2 separate regions of the Anas platyrhynchos genome follow, and region 2 is linked to region 1. Evidence: chromatin contacts called from public Hi-C data. All regions are on one chromosome and are shown on one strand. The core of a region is the stretch at or near the end of the contact, and the rest is flanking DNA. Distances in the headings are between cores, read along the strand shown. Region 1 overlaps CNOT1 (CCR4-NOT transcription complex subunit 1). Region 2 overlaps CNOT1 (CCR4-NOT transcription complex subunit 1).

Evidence for each region. A called contact is a pair of places that touch in the nucleus more often than the background predicts.
Region 2: a contact with region 1 is called in a Hi-C map of subcutaneous adipose tissue, with 2.0 times the contacts expected there. The contact joins two enhancer-like sites. A contact is called at or near these places in 3 of 8 Hi-C or Micro-C datasets (liver, skeletal muscle and subcutaneous adipose tissue).

What each region holds. Positions count from the first base shown.
Region 1 is chr12:12,458,549-12,461,691 of IASCAAS_PekinDuck_T2T, reverse strand. It overlaps CNOT1 (CCR4-NOT transcription complex subunit 1), which reads left to right. Exons shown (of 49, transcript XM_072044010.1): 35 at 273-464; 36 at 2,190-2,332; 37 at 2,909-3,017; 38 at 3,117-3,143. Among named protein-coding and RNA genes, the nearest start is that of TRNAK-UUU, 19 kb to the right of the region's middle. Within about 2 kb of position 1,276, at least 1 of the 8 cell types and tissues checked has an H3K27ac peak or open chromatin away from gene starts, as enhancers often do. A contact at or near this core is called in subcutaneous adipose tissue, where this site is marked.
Region 2 is chr12:12,495,699-12,499,043 of IASCAAS_PekinDuck_T2T, reverse strand. CNOT1 (CCR4-NOT transcription complex subunit 1) reads left to right here. Exons shown (of 49, transcript XM_072044010.1): 3 at 2,822-2,929. Among named protein-coding and RNA genes, the nearest start is that of CNOT1, 8.8 kb to the left of the region's middle. Within about 2 kb of position 1,578, at least 3 of the 8 cell types and tissues checked have an H3K27ac peak or open chromatin away from gene starts, as enhancers often do. A contact at or near this core is called in subcutaneous adipose tissue, where this site is marked.

The DNA.
Region 1 (3,143 bases), core at 27-2,526:
TTACTAGTGGTGAAAAGCATTGTTCGGAGTTCAGGTTACTTTCGGGGAAGGTCATGTATGGCAAGCACTGATTTTGAGATTACAAACAGGTTTTTGAATGCATACTTAGTCTTAAGTATTGCTAAAATTGTTTCCTAGTTATTTCTACAGCTATTACTGTAGAAAACTACTTTCTCTGGGCGCTATGATTTCTGAAACAGAAGAGAAGAGCAGCGTTTGTTTCAAAATACGGTCCTTGTGAAAATCACTCATTCCCACCTTCTCTTAAGCAGCAAGCTTGGGCTACAGACGATGTGGCACAAATATATGACAAGTGTATGACAGAACTGGAGCAACACCTGCAGTCCATTCCACATACCCTGGCCATGAATCCTCAGGCTCAAGCACTGCGCAGCCTCTTGGAGGCCGTAGTAGTGGCTCGTAACTCCCGTGATGCTATCGCTGCGCTTGGGCTGCTGCAGAAGGTGAGTGTTAACAATTGTCCTGTTACAGCTCACCTCGAGTTTATTGCTCACTGGTTGTAGATTGACTTGTGGTGACTGCGTATCTTCATGCATCCTGCGGAGCTTGCTTGGTGAATGGTGTTAAACAACCTCCCTCTTAGGAAATTCAGTGAATAAAGCTGGAGGAGGGCTGGGTTGTTCTTGGTACAATACGCATTCTGGCCAAGCTGCTGCAGGAAGAAGTGGGTACAGCATCCTGGAATTTAGGGGAGTTTTGCCCAGATGCAGCAAGTAGAGAGCTGTTGCAGTCAAGAATAGTCTCTGATTTCAGGATGGAGTCTAGTAAGATGCTCGAATTGCTACTTGAACTACCTTGTAAGTGGGTAGTATTGAACGTTGTACTGGTTTTGTAGCAGTGCACTTCTGCTTTGTATTTTGCAGTAACTAAGTACGTGCTCATCTAGCTGCTTGCTCACTCCACTCTTGCGGGACAGGGAAAAAATAAAGGGAAAGCAAAATGACTTGTGCACTGAGTTAATGACGGCTTAATAGGGAAAGCAAAAGCTGTGCGCACAAACAAAGCAAAAAAAAAATCTCTTCATCCCATCAGCACGCAGATGGTTAGCCACTTCCTGGAAAGCAGGGCCTCAGCAAGCGTACTGCTTGCTTGGGAAGACAAACATCATAACCGTGAATGTCTCCCCCTAATCATCCTTTCCCTAAGCTTTTATTTTAGAGCATGATGTCATACATCATGGAATATTCCTCTGGTCAGTTGCTGCCAGCTCTGCTGGCTGTGTACCTTTCCAGTCTCTTGCGCACTCCACGCCTACTCACTCTGGGGGGTGCAGAGTGGGAGAGAGAAAGCCTTGGTGCTCTGCACAGACTGCTCAGCAACTGCCAAAACGTTGTTGTCAACGCTGTTTCAGCAACAAATCCAAAACACAGCACCATACAGGCTGCTCTGTAGAAAACCAACTCCATCCCAGCCAGAGCTAGTAAACTACCAGCTGGGGAGAGTTGCAGTGAGCTCTGTGACATGAACTGGCATCAAAGTCTGTGTAGTAACTAGTGCAGAACACAGTGACAGATGCGGAGGGAGATCTGTTTGAGAACAGTGGAAAGACAATGAGCTGTCTGCACGAGGATCCAAGAGCAGTGGCAAAATAAAAGTAACTGGAAGCTGGAAACCATTTCAGTGGAAGCTCTGTGTTCCTGACTTAGTCGGGACTAAATCCTTCAAATAGGTACCAACACTAAGACTTGGACAGAGATGAATTTGCTTTCCCCTGTAAAGGACTTCCATTTCATATAGATTACCACAGGTGCATCAGAGCGCTGCAGCTCTTTGTCTAAAGAATCTGGAAGGAGTCCTCTGTCAAGTTCTGCATGTCCTCTTTCATGTGGCTTTCCGTGAGCCATGTGTAGAACAGCTTTGACTTTGACTCGCAGAAGCTGCAGCACAAACTGATGTGGTTTTTTGTACTGCTTGAGTGCGTATATAAAGCCAGGGGGTGATAGGGAGACCGTGGGCTTGTTTGTGGTAGGACAGCCATGTACAGGGAACGTGGAGATGCCACAACAGCTGGTAAAATCTCAGTTTTATTAGCAGGGTCAGTGCAATGACTAAACTAGCTTTTTACGTAACTGCCGAATCTTCTGGGGGTAGTTGCTGCTGATCTGGTTTGCGTAAGATTTGGAAGCGGACTTGGTTTTTCCTCTGCTAACAGGTTGCATCTGTTCTAGGCTGTAGAGGGCTTACTGGATGCCACCAGCGGGGCAGATGCTGACCTCCTGCTGCGCTACCGTGAGTGTCATCTGCTTGTGCTGAAGGCTCTGCAGGACGGTCGTGCATATGGATCTCCGTGGTGTAATAAACAGATTACTAGGTCAGTTATGAGACAACATCAATAGATGTAGCTTTCCTCATCTTTTGGGAGTTACTGTATTATTTTTGAATCACTTGTTAATATTTTGCACTGATGCAGCTCAGACAGAAAAGTAATCTGTTTAATGTTAAAAGTAATGAGAGGTCTTGTTAATGCAGCTTCCTCCTCGAACATGACAGGAATCTTTCATAGGGTGAAGCATTAGAGGTGCTCTGTTTTTTCCTCATTTTATACAGAACCTCTCTACATGTGGTCACAAACTAGATGACATGGTGTATGCCCGCAGCAGAAGCACTAGTGCTTTAGAAGCTGTGCCACTTTGCGCTCAGAAGAAAAGCTTCTTACACTGAATAGACTGAAGCTCTGGGAGAGCTGTTCTGGCCAGTAGTGCAGGGCAGCAAGTGCTTGAGACTTGACTGTTGGTGAACTGAAATGTTACATTAAATAATCCTCCAGAAGAGGCTTCTTTTGGAGCTGAGTAGTGGATTGTGGAGATTCTCTAGTGTTAGATTTGAGTTGCTTCACTTAAACTCTGTAGTTTGAGTACACTTGTGAAAAGATGTCAAATTCTTCCAGGTGCCTGATTGAATGCAGGGATGAGTACAAGTACAACGTGGAAGCTGTGGAGCTGCTAATCCGCAATCACCTTGTTAACATGCAGCAGTACGATCTTCACTTGGCTCAGGTAAAGAGAACGTGCATTCTTGGAGGGGAAGAGTTACGGTCACTTCTTCCTAAGACTTGTGGTTGAACTTCAGCCTTAATGCCTTTTTCTTTCTGGCAGTCAATGGAGAACGGCTTGAACTACATG
Region 2 (3,345 bases), core at 329-2,828, 37 kb before region 1:
GGGAAGGGCTTTGCGGATGTTCATCTAGGAAAGCAAAGCCGTCTGCGTTCAGATGAGCAGAGCTGAAAAGCAGAGTTATTTCTGGGCTAAGCCCGTGTTTGCCTAAACAAAATCCAACTTGTCCCTGTATGTTAAATCTGAATACGGGTGGTTTGAGCTTTATCCTGCATCACGGAGCAGCTGGGTGGGCAGGGACCTCCTGGTGTCACCCGGTGCCACCCTGCTCCAGCAGGGCCACCCAGAAGGCATCAGGTGCCTCAGCCTCTTCCGTGCCATGAGATGCCCTGCCCCAAACAGTGCAGAGATGTTGGAGTAGCAGCTCTGGGCCACCAGACTATGCTCCTCTGAGTCTTTTAGAGGGCGTAGTAGTGTTAGCACTCAAGCTTCATCCTCTGTAATTGGTAGGGGAAGAGCGCTGGCAGTCCTGCTGCCTATACTATAAAACTGAGCTCAGTTTTGCAGCTGCCAGAAGCAGGCAGGTTGCTTGTAAGGGCTGGGTGCTGGCGTGCTCAAGGCCTCTTAAAAGCAGAGGGCCACCTCCAGGGCTGCTGTTGTCCTGGAATATTGTGGATGTAGTTGGAAATAAAAGCTACAGAACTAACTAGGGAGTAAACGTGTACTCGACTCAGATTCGTGGCGTGGTGCAGACAATGCTTTACCCTTTCCCTGAAAAAGTGCCAGGCTTCTGCTTTATTAGAGTAACGTGCTGCTGTTGTTGAGCTGCTGTCATGAAACAGGAGTTCTGCTGTAACCCTCCGTGTTTAGCAGCAAGCATGCTGTGGCAGCTGTTCTTCCCAGGGCAGCCAGTCTTCAGGGATGACTTTATGAACAGGTACGCTGTCTTGGCAGTGTGTAGGAAGGCTGCCAAACGAAGATTTCCTTCAGCTCTTCCTACAACAAAGCTAGCAGTTCTTCTAGGAAACAGAATAAGAACTTCTGAGTAGAAGTACAGAATAAGTGTAGTGAGAGTTGAAAAATGAGACGCTGCACTTCCAGCCTTCGCTTTCCCTCACCGCGTGTTAAATTTTCAGATGCATAACCTTCACAAGTTGCTCCTAAACAAGGCAGCAATCTCATTCTGATGCAGAGATGTCGTGTTGATAGCTTCAGTGTGTGCAGCTTTCTTCGGCGTCCATCTGCTTTTGTGAATTCATCTTGGTTACAGCACCAAGTAGCTCGTAGAAGATTGATCCTGTTTTGTGCCAGTCTGGTTGCTATGTCTCATGCTACACGCTTAATTGGAGTTGTTTAAGCAAATTGCTTGTTTTCTGGAGCCTGAGCTCACTCAGAATTTGCTTTTCACTTAGATTCATGCAAGAGGAAATTCTGAGCATCTTCCCATTTAATCCTGGGGGGCAGCTGCCGTTGAGGACGGTGCTGTCAGCTAACTGAAGGGGGCTGTTTGCTCCAGGCTGATGTATCAGCAGCGCGTACGTTCCAGCCCCTGGTCATGATGCAGAGCTATCCTGACTCGGATGTTCCTTTCCAGCAGAACAAAACCTGGCAGCCCCTGCAGTGAGCAGCCCGTGAGGGAAGGGGAAGTCCAGGGTCAGATAACGATAGAGGAATCGAGCAGAGCCCTTGGAGGAGCTGAAGCGGATGCAGCCTGAAGCAACGCTGTCTGGCCCTTTGCACAACCAGCAGACAAGGATGTTTGTGGCAGGGTGCAGCCCTGAACTTGGTGGAGGAAGTCACAGCGCAGGGCAGAGCTGCCGGGGCGTGCTTCCACACGCTGTGGAAACAATGGCCAAACTTTGCTGACAGGTGGAGGTGGGGTTTGGTGTTAGCTGCTGTCATTTGGACAAATCAAGCAAGTTGCTGGTGATGAAGTGACTTGAACCTTCTGCCACTCTATGTTCTTCTGAAAATGAGTGATGCTGTGCAGTTAGGTGAGGCTTAAAGGAATGCAGGCTGAAACAGGCCAAAACAAACCTGGAGGTGCTTCAGGCAGCAAGCTGATGAGTTGAGCTGTACCCAGGAGTTAAGCTGAAGGCAAATCGTAGGGCATGCTAACAGAAATGGAGTGGTGTTACAAAGATCTAATAATGAGTAAGAGATGTTGAAACTAACACATGTGAATCACCTGTTTAGACTGAGCTACGGAATTTGGCTGAATGAGCTCAAAGGACAGGGGAAATGTCGTGTGCTGAGTGCCTGCGGCCCAGAAATGTGATTTTAAAGTTTTTTAATGAGCAAATGGGAAATTATATTTTTATATGGCAGGAAACACTGTATAGTACTTCATTTTTGTCTAAAAAGTGCCTGGAGTAGTAGTGGCAGTCAGTCGTGACCAGGAGACAAGGTAGAAGCTGTCTGCAAGCTGAAGGAAGGTGCCCTGCAGTGGCCTGTCTGGGAGAAATACCTGATACATAGGTGTGGCACGCAGATGCAGGCTGTCTCAGGGCTCTACTCTTGCACACTGAGGCATAGAAGAGGTAGGAAAAAATATGGGGGAAAGCAGGACCATGGCACCGTGTGGATTCTGGGCTGCTTTAGTGGCAGAGAAGCTTAAAATCACCCTCTAGTGACTTGAAAACCCCCTCTCTTAATGGTTGTTTACAAACCCTACCTGTGAAATGCACGGCTTCTCTCAAAGTGACTTTTGTCTAGATTCTTTCCGTATCTTTTTATGCTTTTCATTTGCAAACAGGTTTAATGACTTGTTTTCTAGGTTACTAATTAAAACAGAAACATGCTTGATTCTGTTGAAACTCAACAAGTATTAAGCACTCAGAGCACTGCTCTGTCCACAGTGCTGGTCCCAGATCATGCTGTGTAATGACTGTTTGTTACCAAGTTGTTTTTGGATGCTTTTTTCCAGATTGTGAACAGGCACGGTCCCGAGGCAGACAGGCATTTACTACGCTGCCTATTCTCGCACGTGGATTTCAGTGGCGATGGTAAAAGCAGTGGCAAAGATTTCCATCAGGTAAAGTTTGCACTGAGGCAGCTGCTTGTTAGTGTTGCTTGTTATCAAATCCTGTTGCAGATTTTCCTATTAAGCACAAAGGGATGTTGAAGATGGTAGCTTCAAGCAAAATACTATTATGTCATTCAGCTTTTCAATTGGAAGCAGATCTTAGCAGTCCTCTAGTCTGAGGGCAAAAATTGTTGGTATCTGACTCTTAAAATACCTTCATCTGGAAAAGCAGCTCAAGTACAATTTTTCTTCTTACCACATACAGTGCTCTACTTTGAAAGCCCGTATTTGTCTCTTCAGAACTTTGTCCCAGTCCAGTAACTGGTTTGTCTGGTACTGGCTAGTGTTTTTCATCCTTAAGCAATGTTGGCACAGACTTTTTAGCACACAAGTAAGAACCAAATATTCTTAGATCCTGTATTGCA